Linked DNA regions of Mus musculus: all the other regions are linked to region 1. The links are chromatin contacts, called in public ChIA-PET and Hi-C maps. All regions are on one chromosome and are shown on one strand. Each heading gives the region's core, a stretch centred on a gene start, on an enhancer-like site or on the middle of the called end of the contact. The rest is flanking DNA. Distances are from core to core; before and after follow the strand shown. Region 1 overlaps Pcca (propionyl-Coenzyme A carboxylase, alpha polypeptide). Region 2 has its middle 14 kb from the start of Tmtc4. Region 3 overlaps Pcca (propionyl-Coenzyme A carboxylase, alpha polypeptide). Region 4 holds the start of 4930594M22Rik (RIKEN cDNA 4930594M22 gene).

Evidence for each region. Hi-C and Micro-C count contacts between places; a contact is called where the count stands out from the background. ChIA-PET counts read pairs in DNA pulled down with a chosen protein or histone mark.
Region 2: an RNA polymerase II ChIA-PET map of memory CD8 T cells shows a contact between it and region 1, with 6 read pairs. The contact joins two enhancer-like sites. A contact is called at or near these places in 1 of 115 datasets of contacts at active chromatin or transcription factors (memory CD8 T cells) and 1 of 9 other capture datasets (adipose tissue).
Region 3: a Hi-C map of Th1 cells shows a contact between it and region 1, with 2.4 times the contacts expected there. The contact joins two enhancer-like sites. A contact is called at or near these places in 1 of 484 Hi-C or Micro-C datasets (Th1 cells) and 3 of 115 datasets of contacts at active chromatin or transcription factors (the 230-238 cell line, CD8 T cells and astrocytes).
Region 4: an RNA polymerase II ChIA-PET map of memory CD8 T cells shows a contact between it and region 1, with 32 read pairs. The contact joins the promoter of 4930594M22Rik here to the enhancer-like site in region 1. A contact is called at or near these places in 3 of 39 promoter capture datasets (hippocampal neurons and liver), 1 of 484 Hi-C or Micro-C datasets (liver), 4 of 115 datasets of contacts at active chromatin or transcription factors (the 230-238 cell line, effector CD8 T cells, embryonic stem cells and 1 more) and 3 of 9 other capture datasets (adipose tissue, embryonic stem cells and pancreatic islet).

The regions. Positions count from the first base shown.
Region 1 is chr14:122,556,125-122,558,824 of GRCm38.p6, reverse strand. It overlaps Pcca (propionyl-Coenzyme A carboxylase, alpha polypeptide), which reads right to left. Exons shown (of 24, transcript NM_144844.2): 2 at 1,033-1,110. Among named protein-coding and RNA genes, the nearest start is that of Pcca, 23 kb to the right of the region's middle. Within about 2 kb of position 1,289, at least 82 of the 459 cell types and tissues checked have an H3K27ac peak or open chromatin away from gene starts, as enhancers often do. A contact at or near this core is called in the 230-238 cell line, CD8 T cells, Th1 cells and 2 more, where this site is marked.
Region 2 is chr14:122,996,285-122,999,085 of GRCm38.p6, reverse strand. No RefSeq gene overlaps it. Among named protein-coding and RNA genes, the nearest start is that of Tmtc4, 14 kb to the right of the region's middle. Within about 2 kb of position 1,400, at least 13 of the 459 cell types and tissues checked have an H3K27ac peak or open chromatin away from gene starts, as enhancers often do. A contact at or near this core is called in memory CD8 T cells, where this site is marked.
Region 3 is chr14:122,829,211-122,831,936 of GRCm38.p6, reverse strand. All of the region lies in intron 21 of Pcca (propionyl-Coenzyme A carboxylase, alpha polypeptide), which reads right to left. Among named protein-coding and RNA genes, the nearest start is that of Gm46488, 80 kb to the left of the region's middle. Within about 2 kb of position 1,251, at least 12 of the 459 cell types and tissues checked have an H3K27ac peak or open chromatin away from gene starts, as enhancers often do. A contact at or near this core is called in CD8 T cells and Th1 cells, where this site is marked.
Region 4 is chr14:122,911,481-122,914,303 of GRCm38.p6, reverse strand. 4930594M22Rik (RIKEN cDNA 4930594M22 gene) reads right to left here and starts at 1,274. Exons shown (of 2, transcript NR_155287.1): 1 at 1,012-1,274. Ggact (gamma-glutamylamine cyclotransferase) reads left to right here and starts at 1,139. Exons shown (of 3, transcript NM_145466.2): 1 at 1,139-1,203.

The DNA.
Region 1 (2,700 bases), core at 40-2,539:
AGAACTGCATCTGTTTCATTTATTATGGAGTGGTTAGCTCTGAGTAATGGGGGAAATATATTCCCCAGAAAGAGATTGAAAATTAAGTAGGAAAGATAGCAGATCAGCTTGAGGGAAGCAGCAACCATTAGCACATGTGGGGATCAACAGCCTGACGATGTTCCAGGGGCAGAAACTGAGTCATACCTCCCCTTAAGCAGCCATGAGAACCTGGCATAAAAGAAATCCTTCCAAGGTATTTACATCTTACACCCCTGCACTGCAGTGAGATAGCCAACCCACACGAGAATGGAGGTCATTATAAGGAAGGTCAGGCCTCCTCACACACATAAACCAGTTCAATAGCTCACAAGAACATGGCGAATCCTTTAGAAATGTAGTTAGAGGCAGTTGCGAGCTGACAGATGTGGGTGGTGAGAAACAAACTCTTAACCACTACAGTCATCTCTCCAGGCCCTGAATCCACATTCTAAAAACCTTTGATGCTAATGAGAAACACTACCAAACTCAAGTTGTACTCTACAAATGAAAAATGGAACAAAGACTGAGCCTCTCTAAAACCTGTGATACAGGGGCTGGGTGATGACTCACTGGGTAAGAGCACAAGGGAATCGGAGTTCAAATCTCTAACAATCACAATAATGCCTAGGCATGGCCAATCAAGTGCCTATAACCCAGGCATGGCAAGAGGGAGAGACACGAGGATCCTGGGGCTTGCTACAGGCCCAATTGCAGGTTCAGTGAGAGACCCTGTCTTGAGGGACTAAGTCAGAGAACGATAGAGCAGGACCCCAGATATCATCCTCTGGCCTCCACAAGGACATGAGCACATGCACACGTGCTTACATGCTCACATGCACGCACATATTAAAGAAGGAAAACAGAAAAGAAGCCTACAACACTTCACCAATGCAATAAATAATGACAATATCACTACAATTCAATCAGTCCACTGAACATCATGTGGCAACAAGAAATAAAACCAGTCCACCTCGGCCATTGAGATTTTATTTTTATTTTTAAAATCCTTACCTTTTCTTTAGGCTCATATTCCACAGAACTGAGACTTCTGGACACCACTAGGCATTGGTATGAATAGACTGGAGCATGCTATTTAAAAATAGAAGAAAAACAAAAGTGAAAGCAGTTAGACTCTTGTGGGTTTTACCTTTTCTCGGGGTTCTTTTCCAGTTTGCTTCTACCCAAGAGTTTCAGTCTATATACACAGTGCTAAGAATGGAACTTAGTTACGGAGAGGAAACCTCAACTGAAGACACGTCCCCTTGGCATGTAAGAAGAACCAAAGGTGTGGCAAAAGAGGAAGAGAGCGAGTGAGCGAGGGGTGGCACGTCACGGGCAGCCTCTGGTGGGTGACTGAGAGTGCAAGGTCAGAAATGCCACAAACCTCAGGGATTTACAGAATTTAAACGGAGGACCGTTTCTTTGTGTGTGTGCTTCTGAGGTGTGTGCTTCTGAGGCAGAGATCAGTCTATCATTCCCAAGGCCCTAGGTACTTAGTAAGCAAATAAATAAATAATAAAGTGATGGCTTTAAGGATTTTTCAATTTTAACAATGACTAGTAACTAATAAAAATGTCCCTTTTTTTATTTGTTGAAATTTTAAAAAAAAGTCAGGAGTTATAACTTTTTTCTGGCACAAAAAGGATTTGATAGATAAAAGTCCGAAATGATCAAGTTCACATCTAGTATGTTATTAACTATTTCTGAAGAAATGCCTTAAGACATTAAGAAAATGAGTAATAAAAATTGTAACAAACACGGGACGAGGTCTGACTATGCCTATAACTGGATATCTTTAATATTGGTTTAGGTTTGAATTTTGGTTCTTTGGTTTTGAAACAGGGGCTCACTGTGCACAGGCTCTAGCTAACCTGAAACTAGGTCGACCAGGCTGACCTCAAACGCTCAGAGATCCAAGTGCTGGTAGGAAGGATACACACCATCCTATCCAACTGGATGTCTGTGTTTGTACAAGTGTCTTTCAAAAGTGTATGTGTCATTTTATGCTCTCTTTATAGGAATGTCTACATTCTATAACTGTCGTTCAAATTCCTTTTTTTAATTTCTCAATATATTATTTCTCTTTTTTTTTAAAAAAAAAAAATATATATATATATATATATATATTATTTCTCTATGTAACCTTGGCTATCCTGGAACTTACTCTGTAGATCAGGCTGGCCTCAAACTCAGAGATCCACTTATCTCTGCCTCCCAAGTTCTAGGATTAAAAGGGTGTATCACCACCACCAGACTCAAACTGGATTTTCTTTCACGGCTGTGTTATAAGGATTCTTGATATATTCTAGACTCATACCTCCATTGTATATATAACCACAATTATTTGATTTTATTCTATACATTTGTTTTTTACTTTCTACATGTCCTTTGAAACTTAAAAAAGTTAAATTTGATTAAATCTAATTCCTTGTTTACCAGTAATGAATTTTTTGGAGGAAGAAATATTATCTTTATGCATTTTTAAGTCACAGCTCATAAGCTAAATCAGAAAGTTAAAACAAGAAAAGTTGCATAACCAAGTTTTAAGAAGGCGATGTGTTGGGACAGTATCTGGATGTGTTGGGACAGTATATGGATCTGGGGATAAAGTGCTTGCCGTGCAATGCTGAAGACATGAGTTTGATCCCTGGAACCCATGGTGGAAGAAAAGAGCTAAGT
Region 2 (2,801 bases), core at 151-2,650, 440 kb before region 1:
AAAAGTAACTAAGACAAGTTCTATGGGCTAGCAGGAGCAGAAGCCCAGAGTGACACTCTAGCTGAGGAGCACGATGTGGTCCAGAAACTCCCAACGCAGAGAAAGCATAGGGCTCTGAAGGGCTCTGAAGGGCTCCTGTGCCGCCACTTTGATTTTGGATGTCTACACTCTTCTGGGAATACATTTCTGGTGTTTTAAGCTCACTGACTTGGGGCAATTTCATTCAGTCCCTCTTAAAATACCAACACGGGAAAGCAGTTTAAAGCAGTGAAGCCCAGTTAAGTATTGGGCTTGTTATTTCTCGTTGGTACTTGAGGTATGAGCTCAGTCCTATGAGATTACGTACAACTATAGACCTTGTCTAGTGGAGATACAAAGAGTTCCTATCTAACAAAAAGGCAAGCCTAAAGATTACAATATTTTTGCCTCATAGGATACTAATGCGTTTTGTTCCAAACTAATAAGCAAAAAAAAAAAAAAAAGTTGTTTTTTTTTTTTTTCCGGTAGAAATAATTCCTCTCATTTCTCATTCAGATTGCTTTCCACTGTTCTGTTCCTTTAGTGGAAATCTGGATTGAGCTTTCACACTGCTTCATTCTATATGAGAGTCACTTTTTCCTTTTTTGAGAATCACACTTTACCAACACCCTGATCTTCAAGTCTGCACATGATCATGAGCTGGTCTACATCAATGTTCCTCTAAAAGCAGGAAAGACTTTCTTTCAAAAATCATTCTCCCTGTCAGGGGCCTGTACAGCCCATGCTTGACAGGGGTAGCTCATGACTGCTTTCAGGATATCTGCTCTATTGTCAGGTATATACCATCAGGAAGTTTATCTGGCTAACACAAAATCCCCTCCCATCTCTTGCTTCGTGGTTTGACTTGTGATTCTTTGACAAACATAAAAATCTCACTGACAGCTCCTGGGATATTCTAGTTTTTTGTTGTCTGGTGTAAGTCTCAGCATGGACTCTTAAGTTCCACATGAATTTAAACACACTACAGCACATGCCTAATACTTCACTTTACTGTCTGCATAACTAATATTGATAACAAACTTCATCATTGTAGATCACCGGCCACTGAGCAAAGCAGCCACCTTCTTGATCAGACTGGTTGTGCCTCCTTGCAAAAGAAACCATCATGATAAGCTGTTGATGTTTCTTCATAGAAGTTGTGGGGGATGTCAGTGAACCCCTACTGAGGTTCCAGATACCCCTTCTAGACATTTGCATGCAATTTTGCACTAAATATGTGTAGCCTAGAGAAACAGAAGGTGCTATAGTTTAAAGAGTAGGAGGGTTAACTGAAGCGAGCTCCATTTACATAGGTATATGGAAATCATCATTTACTCTGGGTGAAAACTTTCTAGTGTGGTTGCTTTGAGGTCACCTACACTCTTTTAGGGAATCCCCTAACCACTGCTCTACAAGTAAACTAAGAAACTCACTGGTTTCCCAGGGTGAACTGTACCTTGGTTTGTCACTATGACCTTACTGGGATGGGGGAAGGGTAGACATTGTTTGCATCTCCCCAGGAAAAGAATTCTCACAATAGAATACCAGATTCCTGTTATTAGCTTGTAAAAGAACAATTTCTCTGACACATGCTGCACAATTGGCAAAGATAAACTGTTATTGTTAGTGTGCACAATTGGCAAAGATAAACTGTTATTGTTAATGACCATGCAGAAAATAAGCAGACGCACATTAACACAACTCTCACCTTAAAGGGAGTAAGTAATAATTTACTCTGGAGACAAAATCAAGTATGGCTATATATTAAGCTTGGTTCTCTAGAGTAACAGAACTTACAGAATGAATCGTGTGTGTGTGTGTGTGTGTGTGTGTGTGTGTGAAAAGGATTTATTAATATGAATTACAGGCTGTGGTCCAGCTAATCCAACAATGGCTGTGTATGAAGGAAAGGTACAATAATTCAGTAATCATTCGGCCCACAAAGCTGGATGTCTCAGTTGGTCTTCAAGTAAATGCCAGAATCCCAAAGACCTAGACTCTAATGCCAGTGAAGGAATGGACTTGCTATTGAGGTGAGAGCAAGCAGGCAAAGAGAAAATTCTTCTTCTTTCATGTACTTATCTAGGCTTCCAGCAGGAGGCATGGCCCAGATTAGAGGACTGTCTTCCCATATCAAAAGTCCAGATTAGAGGTAGACCTTCCCAGTTCACATTAAGCAAAAATCCCTCACAGGTGTGCCCTTCCACTTTTGTGTTGTAGTTAATTTCAGATGTAGTCATGTTGACAACCAAGAATAGTCATCCCAGCCTCAAGTCACAGTTATAGGTTGCCCCAAATTCCATGTTCCAATGTAGAAGGAGTTTATAAAGTCATACAGTTTTATACAACAAAGAAAGTTATAAATCAAGGCAAGTTTAAAATATACTGGCTGGTACTTCAAAGAAGCATTTACAGCAGGATGGAGGAAGTCCTGCTACAGGCTCAGACACTGGTTTTGGGTTGGTGGAAGTTAGTGATCTGCTAAGTCAATAGATTTTTTATAGGGTTTTATCCATCAGTCACAGGATGTTAGTTTCCTACACAAGAGGTGGGCAAGAAATGGCTGTTCGGGGAGCAATAGTTAGCCCAAAATAATTAGTCTCTGGATCTGCAACACTCCACCCTCTCTCTCCATACCACTGCAGTTGAAATCAGCCAGTCTTTACAGACACAGCCCCATTCCAGGGATTCTCATTGACACTTTCGTTATTATTAGCCTATTTATTTTAAATAATGATTCCCTTCTGGGGGTGTAAAGAAATAGATTATAAGAAAGACTCTTT
Region 3 (2,726 bases), core at 2-2,501, 270 kb before region 1:
AGCCTTGTATATGCTGGTTAAATGCTCTACTATTAAACTACGATCACCCCTTTCTACTTTCTATTCATTTTTTGTCATGTATTACATCTTGACTGCAGTTTCCACTCCCTCCACTCCTCTTAGTCCTCTTCCAGATCCACTCTTCTTCTGTTTCTCAAAAAAAAAAAAAAAAAAAAAAAGAGCAGGTCTCCCAGGGATCTCAATTGAACACAGAATAACAAGAAGTTAAAATATAACTTGAACAAACCCTCATAATCAAGTCTGGGCTGTATGAGATAACTCAGTAAGAGGAAAAGGGTCTCAAGCACAGGCAAGAGAGTCAGAGATGCCCCTACTCACTGCTAGGAATCAAGCTAATAATCATAAAACATATGGATAGACCCTAGCTCAGGCCTGTACTGTTTGTAGCTTCAGTCTCTGTGAGCCCCCATGATCCCTACTTAGTCAATTCTGTGGGCCATGTTCTCATAGTATCCTTGACCCTGATGGCTCCTACAATCCTCCCTCTCCCTTTTCTTCAGAATTTCCAGAGTTCTACCTACTGTTTTTCTGTAGGTCTCCACATCTGTTCTCCTCAGTTGCTGAATGAATAAGACCCCTCTGATGACAGCTAGCCTAGGCACAATCAATGAGTATAGCAGAGTATCAGGAGGAATCATTTCATAGCTTTTCTCTCCCAGTCATGTTTGGTTCTTTCCTAGGTCTCTGGCTGCCCTGCCTCTGGTTCCTGGCCATCTAGGCAGTGTCAGGCATGGGTTCCCTCTCATGGTATGGGCCTCAAGTTGGTTATCTATTTTGTATTTTAATACAAGGTCTAAGTTGCCCTTGTTGCCTTGACCTTGGGATCTGCCTGCCTTCAGCCTCTATCTAGATGGGATTATAGGCCTGCATTGCCAGGTTCTATTTGGTTAAGGCTTTTATTATGTTTATTATGTTCTAATTGAGAAGGTAAATCTTTAAATCAGACAGCATGTTTAATCTAGTTTTCTGTCTATAACAGAAACAGTTACTTGGGGAAAAAGTATTACCTTTGGGGAAAAAAGCTCTCCCACTGTAGTGGCTGGTTTTGTGTCAACTTGACACAAGCTAGAATTATCACAGAGAGAAGATTCAGGTAAGGAAATGCCTCCATGAGATCCAGCTATAAGGCATTTTCTCAATTAGTGATCAAAGGGGGAGGGCCCCTTATGGGTGGTATCATCTCTGGGCTGACTTCCTTCAGTGATGAACAGCAATTTGGAAAGTGAAAGCTGAATAAACCCTTTCCTCCCCAACTGCTTCTTGGTCATGATGTTAGTGCAGGAATAGAAACCCTGACTAATACACCCACCAAATACAGAAGCAGATGACTGTAGAAGTAGGGAAATAGGGGCCTTTGGCAGCATGGGACATCAGATCTCAAAAGTCAACCCACAAGGGTTAAGAGTTCTTCGCCTGGCATTCAGGCATCACAAACAAAGCCAAAGGGTCACTGGTAAAACTCCAAGCCCCAGATGCCTGGTGCTAGGGCCACACTCTGGACTATGTTGGTGCTGCAGCTGTCCTCCCAATACAAACCCACCTGAATTCTGCCACCTTTGTCTTTTTTGTGTACATTACTACTTATGTGCATATGTGCATGTCTGTGTATGCTTTGTGTCCAGAAGAAGGTGTCAGATTCTCTAGACCTGAACTTACAAGTATTTGTAGGCACCCTATATGGATTCTTTTGCAGTGTGTGTGTGTGTGTGTGTGTGTGTGTGTGTAGGGGGGGGTGCACAAAGGTTCTTCTGCTCACAGGTAAGTACTAGGGGAACAAACATGTTTACCATATGGGGTTGTGTTTTCAAAGGGAGAGATGTATTACCTGTTTTCCACCTAGAAGGCCAGGAGCAGGTGTGATTAATTATCTGTGTGTGGCAGAGACCACACTGGATCATTCCACAGAGCCTTATGATCAGTTTGTCAATCTATAGAATCCATCTTTATGGAAAAATGTCATGTGTACTTTACAGTTTCAATGTAGTCATACCTTAAGTTTTATTGTACACATGGGATTGAGTTATTTATCATAAAAAAATTGTGTTGTGCTTACATATACCGAAAATAAACCATTGAGGGTCAGACTCCCAGAGTTTGCACCAACACTGGCTACTGAATCATGTTGAACTGACTGCCTTCTTGCCTCCCGTGAACTGTCACAGTGGTCAAAAGGACTCCTGTACATCAGCAGTAAGGCTTGCAATCACTGGGCCCCATCCCTGTTTCTAACAGGCATCATCTCACCTGCAGGAGGGAGTAACAGTTGCTTTTGAATACTCTACAAGAATTCATCAAGCATGGGCTCTCTGCACCCACACACCCACACATGTTAAAGTTTGTTTTAATTGAATGACTTAATCAGAAAGGTGGTGGGACAATCTTTTGGGCATGGAAAACTAAAAATTCATTGTTAGAAACTATACACTGGTTCCCTTACCGCTAAATACAGGAGATATATTTCAAACCAGATCACTTAAATGGTGTCTTTGATGCCTGATAACTAACTCAGGTAATTAGCATTGGGATCCTAGGAATTACCTGAATTGTCTCTCACAAATGAGAATACGCATCATTAAAAAATATGCTAGCAGCCGGGCGGTGGTGGCGCACGCCTTTAATGCTACCACTTGAGAGGCAGAGGCAGGTGGATTTCTCAGTTTGAGGTTAGCCTGGTCTACAGAGTGAGTTCCAAGACAGTCAGGGCT
Region 4 (2,823 bases), core at 25-2,524, 360 kb before region 1:
AGGAGTAACTTCAAGCATACTTAGACCCTTAACCTTCTTCTTCAACGATTTAGTTTTGTAAATTAGCTTGCCGCATTATGAGTGGCTCTGAGACTTTCGTAGTACTGCTTTGTTCTTCTCTCCATGCCTCCTTCCCTCATCCCTGCCCATCTTTGATGTCATGTGTAATCCTATTACTCCCTGTTTCTCCCCTTCCCAGGCCCTCCTTTAAGACCCCATTTTCCTTCTCATGGTCCTCTTTCTATAAAATTGGTGGTTTATAAATGTGATGATTGTTCAGGGTTCTTGTAGACTTGGACATCTATTTAAAATACAACCACTTCAGCATCATTTGATGCTACGTGAAAACCAAGAATATAACACGATTTCAAGTACTCCACATACACAAAGTCAAAGGGATGGGAAATGATGAAAGGAAAAGCAGTAGTCATATAGTTAATTTGGGTCTCGATGAGGAGACAATGGGTCTCTAGTCTCACCATCTCTGTGACGTTGCTTTCACATCCCGATAGGGACATATAGAACTCTCCAGCATCACGCCTGCCTGCATTCTGCCATAGGAACATCCTTCCATGATAAAGATCTCTAGAGAAAAAATTGCCCTCAGCTTTTGGTTCTCATACATCTTATGTCCTAAGGGTAGGATGTAGGGGAAAGCTAGTTCTTCCATTAGCTCCTAAACAAGTTTTATTTTAAAAAGAGTTGGTAAGTAGGCAGAATTGCTACAGTTACCTGTATCCCGTAGGGATATGTACGAGCAGATGCGATGCCTTAATTGTCCTGTGGAGCCTTCCTCAGATCTGAGTTTAGCATCACCTCAGTGTCTATGTGAAGGGGTGAGTCTCTCTGAAGTAGTGAATCTTAGGCGTGTTTGGGTCTAACGTGGAGTCAAAGCATGTGTGATGTAGAGCTGAACCTGGTGGGAGCAGTCGAGCCCGTGTCTGGTGGTGGGAGTGGTGGTGGGGAGCTTGCTTGCTTGCATTTCGGAGGAATGTGGCTTCGGGTTCTTACCTGCGCGGTTCCGGCACATGGGGAGTGGCGTGCGCGCTGCCAGGTGCGCTCCGTGGCGCTGCCGGGGCGGGCGGAGCGGCGAGAGACCAGCAGGAGCGCCGCCCGGGGCGGTTTGGTTGCGACACCCGCCCAGCTGGGCATTTCCGCTCCGTGGTCCGGGCGCGCTCCTCGTGATTCCCCCGACCGCTGCAGGTGAGGCGCCGAGGCGGGCTGGGACTGGGAGCCTGGGGGCGGCTTAGGGACTCTGTCACCAGCCAGCGAATGTCCGCTAGCGTCCCGGCGTATGGGTCTGCCTGGCGGAACGCGCTGGGCGGAGCGCGCATTTGACCCCCCACCCCCACCCCGGAAAGCTGCCCGGGCGGCCCGTGCTGTGACTGCTACCGGAGCGGAGCTGATGCTTGCTCTCGCGGGACAGACAGCTCCAACAGGTAGCTTAAGATCCTAAGGGAATGTGGCTAGCGGTTTTCAAAAGAAATGTTTTTTTAATTTTACTTTAGGAGTCACTTATGTGTGAAGAGTCCAAAACCTGAAAAAGAATCCTAAACCAACTTCTGTTGGTCCGTTTCACATCTGGATTTCCTTTGGAACCAGTAGTAAAACGCCTGGAACTTTGGCGATCCATCCCTTTGATTCTATCCGTGGTTATTATTGCTGTTTAACTCTAATCAACGAGTTATAACGTTACAGCCTCGCTTAAAACCCATTTGAGGTGTGCGTGTATTTTAACTTAGCTTAACTCCAAGCTCATTTATTTATGTTAAAAGATTTCTTCTAATTGAAGTCTTTCTCCTGGTCTGTTTCCTGTAACTGAAGTGCTTGCTAAGTGAGGAACTCTGCAGTTTGGCCTCATTTTCCTGAACCTTCTCTGAGAAGTCCCTGAGTAAGCAGGCCAGACTTCAACAATAGAGGGCATTTTTCTCTAAAAGCTAGTTTGCAAAGTTAATTGGTGGATTTTTTTTTTTTTTGTACTGAACCTTTTATTTAAACTAGTGAACTTACAAACCATGTCCTTAGCATGCAAAAGGCCCAAGATTGGCTCTCCAGCACTGGAAAATAAGCAGACCAAGTTGGGATTAGGAATGTGGCTCAGTGGTAGAATTCACCCTTCTGTGTGAAGTGGTGAGCTGGACTGACGTCTGTCTGTGGTGGTCATTAGTGGATGGCAGTGTGTGGTACAGAACCAAAACCAAAACCAAAACCCTGCAAAGGTTAATTTTTTTTAAGTACAGGATCAAGCCAGGTGTGGTGGCTTATGTCTGTGATTCCAGCACTCAGAACGCTAAAGCAGACCATCCTGGGATATGCAAGATCTTACATCAAAAAAATATCAAAACCAAAACAAATAAAAGTTTCTTCTTTATCTAGTAAGAACTTTTGAGAGCTCCAGTTCTGTCTGTCAAAGCTTGAAAAGGAGTCATGGGATGACTCTTTATTGGCCTTGGCCAGGGTCTTGTTAGGGGAGAGGACCCTCTGCCCTACAGACTAGTGCTGTCATGTTTGAAGAGGGACATGGTCCATGGGAAGGTAGCAATAGGAAGACGACATCAAATGATCTTAGCAGCCTTCTCTAGAACATTCCCCATCTGAAGCCAGTAAATACTGGAAATTTTATTTGGAGACTCTGAGCTAACAATAACCACCCAGCATCTTGACTAACACTCATCCTTCAGTCAAAGGCTTCCCTGTATTGTCCCACCCCTATAGCCATGGGTATCTATCTCCCCTCTTTGTCCTAGTGGTATGCTTGCTGGGCATCTGTTTCACCTGTTTCAATGCCACATTATTTGGTAATTTTTATGTGCTATTGACTCT